2 separate regions of the Mus musculus genome follow, and region 1 is linked to region 2. The links are chromatin contacts, called in public promoter capture Hi-C maps. All regions are on one chromosome and are shown on one strand. The core of a region is the stretch at or near the end of the contact, and the rest is flanking DNA. Distances in the headings are between cores, read along the strand shown.

What was found. Promoter capture Hi-C pulls out the DNA fragments that hold promoters and counts their contacts.
Region 1: a promoter capture Hi-C map of the HPC-7 cell line shows a contact between it and region 2. The contact joins the promoter of Fbxl13 here to the enhancer-like site in region 2. A contact is called at or near these places in 10 of 39 promoter capture datasets (the 3T3-L1 cell line, the C10 cell line, the HPC-7 cell line and 7 more), 3 of 484 Hi-C or Micro-C datasets (B cells, the HPC-7 cell line and stem cell-derived neural progenitor cells), 3 of 115 datasets of contacts at active chromatin or transcription factors (forebrain, large pre-B cells and memory CD8 T cells) and 1 of 9 other capture datasets (adipose tissue).

What each region holds. Positions count from the first base shown.
Region 1 is chr5:21,643,955-21,649,890 of GRCm38.p6, reverse strand. It overlaps Fbxl13 (F-box and leucine-rich repeat protein 13), which reads left to right and starts at 4,286. Exons shown (of 21, transcript NM_001199632.1): 1 at 4,286-4,429. The coding sequence starts at 4,355. It overlaps Armc10 (armadillo repeat containing 10), which reads right to left and starts at 3,885. Exons shown (of 6, transcript NM_026034.5): 1 at 3,656-3,885; 2 at 1,123-1,271. The coding sequence starts at 3,788.
Region 2 is chr5:21,003,149-21,009,580 of GRCm38.p6, reverse strand. Ptpn12 (protein tyrosine phosphatase, non-receptor type 12) reads left to right here. Exons shown (of 18, transcript NM_011203.3): 8 at 1-139; 9 at 4,166-4,232. Among named protein-coding and RNA genes, the nearest start is that of Ptpn12, 50 kb to the left of the region's middle. Within about 2 kb of position 2,265, at least 1 of the 459 cell types and tissues checked has an H3K27ac peak or open chromatin away from gene starts, as enhancers often do. A contact at or near this core is called in the HPC-7 cell line, where this site is marked.

The DNA of each region.
Region 1 (5,936 bases), core at 3,037-5,536, 640 kb before region 2:
AATAAAGTTGCCAGCAGCCAAAGGCTGGGCAGGGAGACAAAGGAGGAGGGAGAGATTGGCTGCCATGTAGGGGAAGGAAGAGAGACACCAGGTCTGAGAGCTGTAGAACACCAAGGGATAGTTGTCATGTAGGTGCCAGGGAATGCAGCTGAGGGGGCAGAAAAAATGGAATGTAGATTTTAGTAAGTAATAACTCAGGAATATTGCAGGAGGGTACATCAGCCACATGCAGGTAAGAAATGGCCGAGCCAGTGAGCTGTTTAAGACATATCCAAATATAAAGCTGTGTGTGTGCGTGCGCCTTTCACTTGAGAACCCAAAACATTGGGGCGGGTAGCAAAAACCGAGCGCCGGCCGCTGGGATTAATTTGAATAGCGTTAATCGGGTTCAACTACACAGTGCATGATGGGATTACAGTACATGGCACCAAGCCTGGCTTTTACATGAGACAGTGCACTTTACCCACTGACCTAGCTCCCTTTGTTTTACCTGATACATAAACACTCACACGCACTATAAATTAATGGAGTCGTTTGTATGTTTTGATATATGTATACATCATGCAATCACCTTAAATGCATGTCTTTCCCCAAACACTTATCAGTTTTAGCGGCAAAACCTTCAAAATCTTTTAGCTCAAAATAAATCTCCGTTGGTGTGAATGTTAACAAGAAAAAAAAACTGCTGAAAAAAAAAAACCCACAAACTGTTTTTCCTCGTGCTCTGTGGGGGAAGAACATTCAAATTATGCTCTCGGGTCTCAGTCACTTACACTGATTTGTGGTTACCACTGGCTGAAGGACCACCTACATCGGGTCCTCTCCACCAAGATTGTCTGTCTCACTAAAGCACAGACTTAAATGCTAGGCGCATTCACTGTTTTATGAAGGCACTGCTCAACTTTAAGGAAAAGACCACTTTCTGCTTAGTGTTGAACGGGAGCTATTATGAACGTGACGTCAGCGTCCAGCTTCTCAGAAATTACTTTGTGCCATCATCCGTGTGATTTTCTGAAGCAGGAAAAGCAAACACTGCTGTGAGCACAAGTGGCTATGCCATATGAGGATAGCTAAGAGTTCAGAATGGGGCCACAGCTACTTGTGTGGAAAGAGGAGGCTTACCTGGTTAGTGGAGAAGGCTGCATTATTTCCCAAGGTGACCAAGGCCTTTTCAGTAATGACAGGATCGTCGGTTGACTCCAGCAGATACAGAAGTTTCTTAAGCTGCTCTGCATTTAAGATATCGTCATAGGAGCCATCGGTTAGGTCTTCTGCATAAGAAGGAAGCCATTTAGAATTCATTGAAACTCACCAGTAATGTGTTTTATTGTTAATGTGTGAAATGTTCAAACATATACTCTGATACTGGGCACAGTTGTTTGGCTTTTTAAAGGTCATGGACAATTTTCATGTGTTAAGAGAAAAACCACAGGACAGGCAAGCTACAAATCTTGGCATCTGCTAGGAAGAGGGAGATGGGAGAAGAGGAAGAAGGAAGGTCATGGCTTTAAAAATGCAAGTGGTGTCAGCCATGGAGGCTGGCCCGTGGGAGGGGAGGCGCTACTGAGGACCAGGGAGGTGCAGTGTGTGGGAACGCCTGCTTACACTTTTCTTTTGGCCAGAGTCTGAAAGAATAAAGAAAAGAAATATTAAGTCAAATGTCAGAGGCTCTGTAGATGGCTGCCTGGCATTGTTCATTGTTTTAAGCACTTTAGATGTCCCCCTCCCAGTGGGGACACACACACACACACACACACACACACACACACGAGTACACTGCCTTCAGACACACCACAAGAGGGCAACGGATCCCATTACAGATGGTTATGAGCCACCATGTGGTGGCTGGGATTTGAACTCAGGACCTCTGGAAGAGCAGTCAGTGCTCTTAACCTCTGAGTCATCTCTCCAGCCCCATTCCTTCTATTCTTACTGTTACAAGTTGTCAGAAATACTATTTTAATAACTTTTATACAATAGCATGTAGTTTTAAAAAATATATTAATACAATAAACAACATATAATTCTATCAATTCTCCATATGTGTCCATCTGGGCTCTGTATCTTATTTCCCTGATAGATTTTCATTAGTAATGATTGAATGAGTTTATATTATATAAGTCAGGGTCTTACATCAAGTTGAGTTATTTGATACTGTTTCCATCTTTTTCAATGGCCTCAGAGAGTCTTTGTTTGGGGAATACACTTGTTTTTGGAGGCAGGTTAGCCTAGACTGGCACTATTTCGTGATCATCCTACCTCAGTGGACTCGGGCTGGGATTAGAGCTAGGCAACACCTTCCTCTCCTGGACCAACAAACTTCACAGGAGGAATTACACACTTCTCAACAGTTTAAGGAGAAGAAGAAATAGATTTCTCTCAAATGCAAGGGTAGAACGTTGGGAAGGGGCTGTGGGCAATCGATTTTTAAAGCTGTCTGACCCTGGTTTTCTTTTCAGTACCAAAGTGTAGTGGTGGATGCTGTCAGACCCAGCAACCCCGGAGATGGAGACAGGAGAATCAGAAGTTCAAATTTTCTGCTATGCAGTGAGTTCCAGGCCAGGGACACATCAGATCTTCTGCCTTAAAAAAGCAAAACAAAAGACCACCACCACCACCAACAACAACAACAACAAAAACCCACCAAAGTATTCTTGTATAGAAATATTTGACAGAGAGAAAAAACAAACAAAACCACAAAAAACCCACACACAAACAAGCACCCTACAAATCAGGCTTTGTAAGGGCAAATGCTCATTTTCAAAAACTGCTTTCCTCTGTGACCAAAGGGGAAGGTTCTGTGCACTCCCCTTTCTTACAGCATTTCCTGGAGGAAATGGAAGGCTGGAATATAAATCCATGGTTGTTCCTGGTCCCTTCTAGTAAGTGCAAATTTTGAAAAGTAAATGCTAGTTGTACAACCCAAAGATGTGTTTTCTACCTGCCTTTAAAGGTGCCTTATTTTTGTTCTAGGGAAGGGCAATTAGCTCCCACCAACCTCAGTTTAAAAACAAATATATTTCTCTACCTTTGAGGCAAGCAGGTATTGGTTGGCAGGTTTTATTTCAAATAGTTTTTCCAACAGTTTTCACGACTTAAGCCATCCTTTTAGAAGGGTGTGTCTCCTGTTGGTTGTGGTTCTTATTCCCAACACACACACCCCGGTTGCAGGGACGCTACGGATGACTTAAAGGTACTTCCCAGGACAGGTGCCACAAAGTGCTGGCAGAATTGCATCTCAGGGATCCATTCTTCACATAGCACGAGCAAAGTTTCAACCCAGGCTTGAGGCCCCTGAGAACCTTCTCACAGTAAGGGGCATCTCTTTGATAACAACACAAAAGCTCAGGTAAAACTTTAAAATGAGAGGCAATCTACTTGGCTCGGAGAAACCTCAGCTCTTGGCTGTGAAGCCGAAGGGAAGTAACAGGACACTTCGGGCAATGTTTTCAGCTCTTATTTTAAACAAAGAAGTGGGAGCAGGGAAGCGGCTCAGGACCCACCCAAGGCAACCTGGGCTTCCAGAGTCGTCTGTCTACCTCCAGCCTTTCTCCCCATGCAGTCGCGGGTGTCTAGGGCACCTCCAACCCAGCCTGGCCTGAGGTGGGTCCGGAGCCCCGAACCAGTCCACCTGCCGGGCAGCCCATCGCCTCACCTGCGGATCGCGAAGGGCGCAGTCGGCGACCGCCTCGCCGCGGTCCCCGAGTCAGCCGGTAGATACAGTAGCAGGCGCCGGCGCCCAGGACCAGCCCTGCTGCCACCCAGCCCACGTCCCGCGCGCCACCCATGCTGCTGCCTCGGAGCTGCAGGGAGCCGAGGAGCCAGGGCCACACGCAGGTGCAGCTGGGCCAGAACCAGCCCAGAGAAAGGAAATGGGGTTGGAGCTCCGCCTTCCGGAAGCCGCCCTGCTAAAATCGGAAGCCCTCCCACCCTGTGTGCTGCGGTTCCTTTCACCAGGCAGGCGGGATGCCCCTAGTGCAAGCAGCTTTTTCCTGGACCAAGACCGGGACTGCGGCGCGTTGAACACAGACCCTAGCTCCGCCCCAACACTCACTCTCCCGTCCAGCCCTCTCATTTTACCCGGCCCCGGCCTGTACTGTCCTGCCCCGCCCCTCCCCGCTCTGCCCCGCCTCTCTGCACTCGCCCCGCCCCTCTCTGCCCCGCCCCTCTGCAATCGCCCCGCCCCGCCCCAGTTGCCCCGCCCCCTCCCTGCTAGGTTCTTTCTTCATCTCGCGAAAGGCTTGGACTATTTGGCACCTCCTTTGTGGTTGCTAGGCAACGCTCCGGCGCGTCTCTCCTCCTCAACGTGAACAGCAGTAACCTATGAAACGCATTCTGAGTCCTGCTTCTGACCATGGCTTCACTACGCAGTGCCACCCCCAGGCTAAGGAGCTACTTCAGGGACAAGTACATTCCTCAAATCTGTGAGGTACTGCAGCCACATAGCCTCTCACACAGTGGGCGCGGGGAAAAACTGGGAGAGGCAAGGAGATTCCCGGAACTGGAGCTAAGAAGGAGCAGGATGGGGAAGCTTGAAGTCAATTTAGGGTAACTAGAGAGAGAAGGGTAGGTTAGAGAAGACCGAAGGGTGCCGGTGGCTAAAACCAAGCCCAGGTGGGGATGACAAAGGAAGGGGACGGGGGAAAGTGACAATCTGCAGGGGGCGCAAAGAGCACAGGGCCTGGGTTGGAATCTCCAAGTGTCAACTACTAAATTCTATTATGGAAGAGCGTCTTGAGCAAGAAGTGAGTGGTGAGCCACTTGAAGACAAAAGACTTGAGGGGTTCTGGGTGTAGGCTTCGCCCCGCCTCGTTGTTAGCAGGAGGGAAGAAGAGTCACCTGCCTCTACACACAGCTTCACAACACACCTTTTTAGAGATCGCCACCAAGCAAAACCTGAGGTCTTGGTTTCAACAAAGAAATGAATTTCGGGGCCAACTTGTATGAAGCAAAGCTGGCTTCATTAAACGCAGGAACAAAGGTGCTCCAGTAGAGAGAGTAGAACACACCTGGTCAGACAATTGCGGGCTTCTGAAGGGAGAGTCGACCTTAAGTGTTGTCTTCACAATGCTGACATCAGTATTTTTTCTTGTGACTTTCAAGGTTACATTTCTAAATGTTGCCAAGAAACTACTACCCCTTTTCTTTTTCTTTCTTAATTTCTTTATTCACTTACTTCCCGATTGCAGCCCACCCCTCTCCTCCCCTCCCAGTCCCTTACAAGCCCCTCCCCCACTACCCCCTTCCCCCTATCAGAGGAGAAGGGAAAACCCTCCTTGGGTACCACCCCAGAGTCCCAGAAGGATAAACATTCCCCTTTTATTAACATCACCCAAAGAGTATAGTCTGTAACAAAGTTAGATTAAAAACCGAAGTTTCTTTTTCTCTCAGTAACTAACATATAGTGCATTTATGAACAGCTTCATTTAGTTCTGGGAGTGGGGAGGCCAGGAATTCAAGATAATGTGTCATTTTGACCTTATGTAAGCAGAGCCTAATTACTGGCCTCGACATCCTTGGTTGAAGTGTCTGGAGATACAGCACCCAGCCTCAAGTGAGCACAGTTGAAGTCCATTAGGTTCTTACCCGCAGACTTAAAGTCCTTTCTGAGCAGTGAAAGTAGATCAGTTCTGAAGGAGCAGGGTTTCCTCCTCTACCTCCGCCTCCAGTCCCCTCCAGTCCCCTCCAGTCCCCTCATTCTGCCCTGCCTCGGGAGGACAGTATGGTATTGAAAACCAGGTTTTGTACTCCTGGGGGCAGGGAGCTGAGAAATCACTGGTGACTCCCATTTATCTGTATGTTATGTTACGCGGTGTATGTTATGTGGTGATACAGCGGGAGTTCTGAAATGGGGCGAATGAGGGAGTTCTAAGGGAGAGAGAAGAGTGCCATTCAACCTCCAGGGCAATTGGGCACAACACTTCCTTTTAGGATGG
Region 2 (6,432 bases), core at 1,016-3,515:
CCCGTCGGCTCTATCAGTTTCATTACGTGAACTGGCCAGACCATGATGTTCCTTCGTCATTTGATTCTATTCTGGACATGATAAGCTTAATGAGGAAATACCAAGAACATGAAGATGTGCCTATTTGTATTCATTGCAGGTACAAAATAATTTTCTAAATGTAGAGAAGTACAGTGTTTATGTTTTGTGAGATAAGGTTTTATTTCTACATTAATATGATGTTTTATTATATCTTGAGCTTTTCCTAGCCCTGTTATGGTGTGTTTGAGAATAAGACCCTGTGAATTGATATAATCTAATCTGGTTAATAGACTGTCTAAATGTTGCTGTAAAACATCATATTTCCTCATATGATCAGTGTCAGGCAAATTTTCATGAGTGATGAAGTCTCAGACTTTAAAAACTGTATATAGATATAAAGGCCTTACTGATCTGAGATCCCGTGGTCTGCAGAGAAGTGCTGGGTGTAGGGACACGCTTATAACCCCAAACCAAGGAGGCTGATGTGAGCTTTAGCCGCTCAGGGCTACCTCCCGATAATGTTGTCCCTTAGCAGAAAGAAGGGAAGGAAAGAGAGGGGACAGACAAAGCCTTACCTGACACATACTAAACATGAGAGTTTAAAAGAATTCATTGCTAGTTACACAGCATAGATGTCATTTGTAAGATATACCTGAATTTCATAGCTCTTACGATGTAGATTGTAAGGTGTTTTCCAAGTGACAAACATCCTGTGCTGGATTTTGTTCCCGAGGAGCAAGCTGCCATGTCTGTACCATTGTTGTCATACCCTGAAATTATAGTTTACAAACTTCTGAAATCTTAAGCAAACATGAAACGAGCATTCTTTTTTTTTTTTTTCACCTTTTAAGGAATTATGGTGGGTGATATTTATTGTTAAATATTCTAATCTCCCCACTTTTTTTTTTTTTTTTTTTGAGAATTGAAGGCTTATCACTGCATCTTATGTAGGCCAGGCTGGTATCAGACTTATTAAATAGCCAAGGCTATCTTCCTTGCCTCCACTCTTCTGCTTGGATTATAGATGTGTGCTATGATACCTGACATAGCATTTTTGTAGTAAGTTAAATATAAACTGTTGGTATACATTTACTGGACATCTTTATTAAATTGTGCTGTGTAGCATTGCCCAAAGTAATGACCTGCCCCTTAACAGGCTTAAGTTTAGCTATATCTCTGTTAAACTGCTCTGTAAAATGTTTTCACTCTTTCCAGGTAATACTAAGTTCCAATTAGTCTTTGCAAATTTAGTCATGTTGAGACATAAGAAGTCATGTAAACACAGCCTTCAAATTCTGCCATTCTTGAAGGGGTAACTAATTTTGTGTTCCGAGTGCAGGTTAGAGGTTGTGTTAAATAAGAGCAGGTGTTTTTAACTGAGCTCATTGACCTGTTTTTATTGTCTGATTATTTTTCCTACTTATAAGCCATGAAATATTTTAAATGAAAAGCAAAGAAACATTCCAGTTGGAAGGAAGATAGCCTTAATTTTTTTTCATATCTGGGAAATTAAGAATGTGTGCCTAAACATTTATAGGATTTTTATGTCCTTAAATATTGTGACTTCTTTGTTCCCTGTCTCATCTGACAGACTTTCTACTCCAGTAAACTCCGTATTATTTATGATAGAACTAACGAGCTCTGAAACACTTTTCAGAAAGGTTTGTTAATGTTCTGTGGCTTCTTTGAATGACCACTACTCTTTTTTTAAAAGGCGGGGTCTTAATAGCCAAGGTGAGCCTTGAACTTTTACCTCCCCATTCCTAGGATACCAAAGAAGGAAGAAACACCTTACCTAACTTAGTTTTAATGTAAAATTATTCAAAGGCTCCCTAAAGTGGCTCATGCCTATAATCTCACTGCATAGCGACTGTCGGAGCCCAGCCTGGGCCGCAGAGTGAGACTATGTCTCACAAAGACGAAGAGAATTAACAACAATACAATCCTAAAGGAGCAAACCAACAAAAACCCAAAAACCAGGGAGACAGCAAAGGAAACAACTAAGCTAGGTTTTAAACACAGGAAAAATAGCTGCTACTTGAATTGTATGTTTTTTCTATTGCTGTCATAAAATATCATGACCCAAAATAAATTTAAATAAGAAAGGGTTGACTTAGCTTACAGTTTCAGAGGATGAGTGTGCATAATGTTGGGGAATAGCCTCAGCATCAGAAAGTAAGGCAAGGCTAAACCCTGCAAGCCTACCAATATTTGTCCTCCAACAAGGCCCCATTTCCTAAAGGTCTCATGTTACACCAACCTCCTAAAGGGGACCAACTGGGGACCAAGTGTTCAAATGTGTGAGTCTGGAAGACATTACTCATCTAAACCACCTCATCCATGCTTAAGGTCTACATTTATAGTGTATAGAAAAATGTTAGGGAGAATACAACTTTTAAAAGAATAAATGTTGAATCAATCATAAAAATAGAAGGTTCACAGTAGTTTACAGTATAATCATGGTTATATTGTACAGTAATGTATAAGATATTTCAAAACCTAATTTTAGAATTTCACTAGATAAATATGTATGTTTCCAAGTAGTATAAAATTTACTTGATTCCTTAGGCAGTTTTTCTATTTTCTATCTTGATATTTCAAAAGACCTTAGAATCAGAGTTTCTCAAAAATCACACTAAATTTGTCCTGCTAAACTATTTGTATCTGTAATTGAATTTTACTATAAGAAATAAATAAAGAAAACACAGCACGGTAGTTATGCCTGTAATCCCAGCATTCTGGAAACTGAAGCAGGAACATTATGAGTAGGACACCAACATGAGTTCAATTCCCAGCAACCACATGGTGGCTCACAACCACCTGTATTGAGATCTGATGCTCTCTTCTGGTGTACTCATATAAATAAAAATAAATCTTTAAAAAAAAAAGAGAGATTATTGGTTAATTACTTTTTTAAAAGGTTGATTTATTTCAATTTTGACTTTTCTTACCTAACTGGTGTCTTTTGATTAGTAAAGAGAGCTGCCTCCAGGAGAATTGGTTTGCTGGTAGATATACAGAAACCATCTAACAAATTACTAGATTAAAACAATCTTTTCATAGTTAATTAATGGTGGTCAAAAAAGAAAGCTTTTGTTCTGATATTGAAAGATAAAGAAATGGTTTAACTTGATTTTTTTTAACAACTTGTTTGAAATTATTTCCTGTTCCATCCTGTTATTCAGCCAATAACTATAATTCATAAGTCTATTTCAGTAGGGTTTTTCTAGTTTTAAAAATTATTTACAGGGTGGTGATGGTGGTGCACACCTTTAACCCCAACACTTGGGAGGCAGAGGAGGATGGATCTCTGAGTTTTGAGGCTAGCCTAGATAGACTACAGAAAGAGTTCCAGGACAGCCAGGGCTTGCTACACAGAGAAACCATGTATGGGGGAAAAATGATGATTTAATGCTGTTAGAAGACAGTGTGTTAACTGAAGTAACTTAAAAGCACATCTACAAAAGGAAAGAAAACGTACCCATTTAATATAAAGTGTGTTTGTTGGGATCTTAAAACCTATCCCCAGCTGGCTGGGACCTCAAGTACTCATGCCTCAGTCTCTGAAGTGCTCGTCACCATAGGCAGGCCTCCCACACCCAGCTCTAGAGCGAGCATACTTCACAAGAATGCTTCCTTCCATTTAATTAAAGTCGTTGTAAAAACAGTGTAGCTTCAGCGTGTTCTGCTGGAGCCCAGCCCGGGTTTGTCAGCTGCCTTTGTGTATGGACTTGGGTCACTAAGGTCACTGCTGCTTCTCTGAACTGATCCTACACTTGAGGCTTTCTCTCCCATACCTACTACAATTTACTGGGTCTTCTTGACCAAAACAGTAAAGCCATTGTGAGCATTCTATTATGCTTATAACTATTGAGAATAATTTTATCTCTACAGGGGGTTACTGGCGAGAATTAGACTTATGGGGGTAAGGGTTTACAGGTTCTTTGTGAGGCACTTACTTTTATAAATTGCTGAATTACATTTTTAAATATCAAATATTAATGTTAAGGATGGTACTGTACTCTAATTTGTATTTGATTTACTATGTAGAATTGTATCAAATTTCTTATTGGGGTATAATTAGCATACCTTTTATTTAAAGAAAAAAACAACAAATTTTTTTTCTCAAACTTTGTTCCCTTAGTGCAGGCTGTGGACGAACAGGTGCTATTTGTGCCATAGATTACACGTGGAACTTACTGAAAGCAGGGGTAAGAATGCCTTTTATATAGTATCATATTCAGTTTATTGTTATGTTAAATTTATAGTGTAGGTTTTTTGGTTTTTGGTTTGTTTTGGTTTTTTAGATATACTATATTTCTAGAATTAGTCTTACCATATAAAGAGCAATGTGGGTAAGTGTAAATGTTACAGCTGCCTTGAAACTATGAACTGCAAACCAGGGTGGGGTTTGTTTTCCACTGAGTGAATTCTTTCATGTGTAGTGTTTAAGAGTGCTGACCCCAGGGCCAAAGTGCCTAGAATCAATTCTGGGCTTGTAGTTCACTACCCATGGCATTTTAGTTGTGACAGTTGCTGTCAGCATTGTAGTTTCTACCTGTTATTTCCATTAAATTGTGTTTGAAACTGTGGAAGACACAAGGATCAGAGTCCCTTCTCTGAATGTGTATGTGTATGTTTCTTGTATATGTTTCTTTTGCTAGTTCTATACTATGTTCATTTTCTCTGTGTTATAGGCAAACTTTATCTTTCATAGCTTGAAATTTGCTATGAATATGTCAGTCAGCATTTTGTTAAAAAAAAAATAGGTTCAATGCTTAGTTTTCCTTTTACATCATCTTTTTCCCCCTACCATTGCTGTCCATCTGTCCAAGTCTCCTCTCCCTCCCCACCCCCCCAAGGCAAGAGCAAGTTTTAAATAATTCTTAAATAATCTCTCTGGGATAAAACTTCATTTTTATATTCCCCTAAGACTAATCTTTTTCTAATATGAAACGTTTTTCAATGAAAAAAATTGACTAGACTGCGCTCTTCCCAGTTGTTTATGTTTGGTTGGTTGGTTGGGGTTCTTTGCGGGGAAGGGGGATGAAACACAGGGTCTCACTATTTGGTTCTGGCTTCAGAGACAGACAGACAGACAGAGGCAGAGAGACCAGGCTGACCTTGAACTCAGAGATCCTCCTGCTTCTGCCTCCCAAGTTTTTGGATTAAAGGAATGTGACACTGTGCCTGTATCTCATTTGTAACATAAAAGTAAGAAATTACAGGACTAGATTGATGACCTAGCAGTAAAGAGCACTTCCTGCTCTTGCCTGGGACCAGAGGTCAGTTCCAGCACCCACACCATGACACATCCTGAAACATAACTTTCAGGATAGCCAAGGCCTTCTGACCTCTGCAGGCAAGCATCTGGTGCACATACATACTTATATATGTAGATAAAACACATAGAAATATATATGTACTTGGGAGAGGATAGTGCTTAGACAGGGCTTCACTGTAGCTTTGACTGTTGTAAAATTCTGTAGACCAGGCTGGCTTCGAACTCACAGATTCACCTGGCTCTGCCTCCCACGTGCTGGGATTAAAGGCGTGCCGCACCACCTCACAGCATAAATGAATATTTTTAAACTCCAAAACTAAAACTGGAAAAGGAAGAGATAGAAAAGGGAGAGATATTAAAATACTAGCAAACAAAATTTGGGAAAAAGTTTCAGAATATTTTAAGTATTTGTTTGAAACATCACTAAAGTTGTTTATTATAGTCCCCACTTGATTGAATTTATCTTAACATAACTATAAACCTAGAGCTTAGCTGGAACTGGATATAAAAATGCTTTTTAGCCGGGCGTGGTGGCGCATGCCTTTAATCCCAGCATTCAGGAGGCAGAGGCAGGTGGATTTCTGAGTTTGAGGCCAGCCTTTTCTACAGAGTGAGTTCCAGGACAGCCAGAGCTATACAGAGAAACCCTGCCTCGAAAAACCAAAAAATAAAAAAATAAATTAAAAAAAATGCTTTTAATGTCTCTCGAGACTACAGCTTAAAATCATTCTTTGCTTGTCAGTCTTCCTCATGGCTCCAGAATGTTTCTCTCAGACAACCAAATCCTACTCACTTCTTCCTGGTTCAGACTGCCGTCTTTCCTGGAGTAGAGTTGGGAGGTACAGACATACCTCAGTGTGGACTGGATACGCTGTGCGTGTGTCTTTACAGAGACGAGCCTGCGGGTCTGCCTTAGCTCTTTCACTTGTGTCGTGCATGGCCGTGGCCAAGGACACAGAGGCCTAGAAAGTAAAGTCAAATTCTTTATCTTAGGCTTTATCCATATTCAACGTCTTAGTTCTCCGAGTAATCAGTTTCCCATGATTTTGTCAGAATAACCTTTTATTCACACTTATGTGTTCATGTGCGTGTCAGTATGGTGTGTGTATGTGTTCATCTGTGCACTG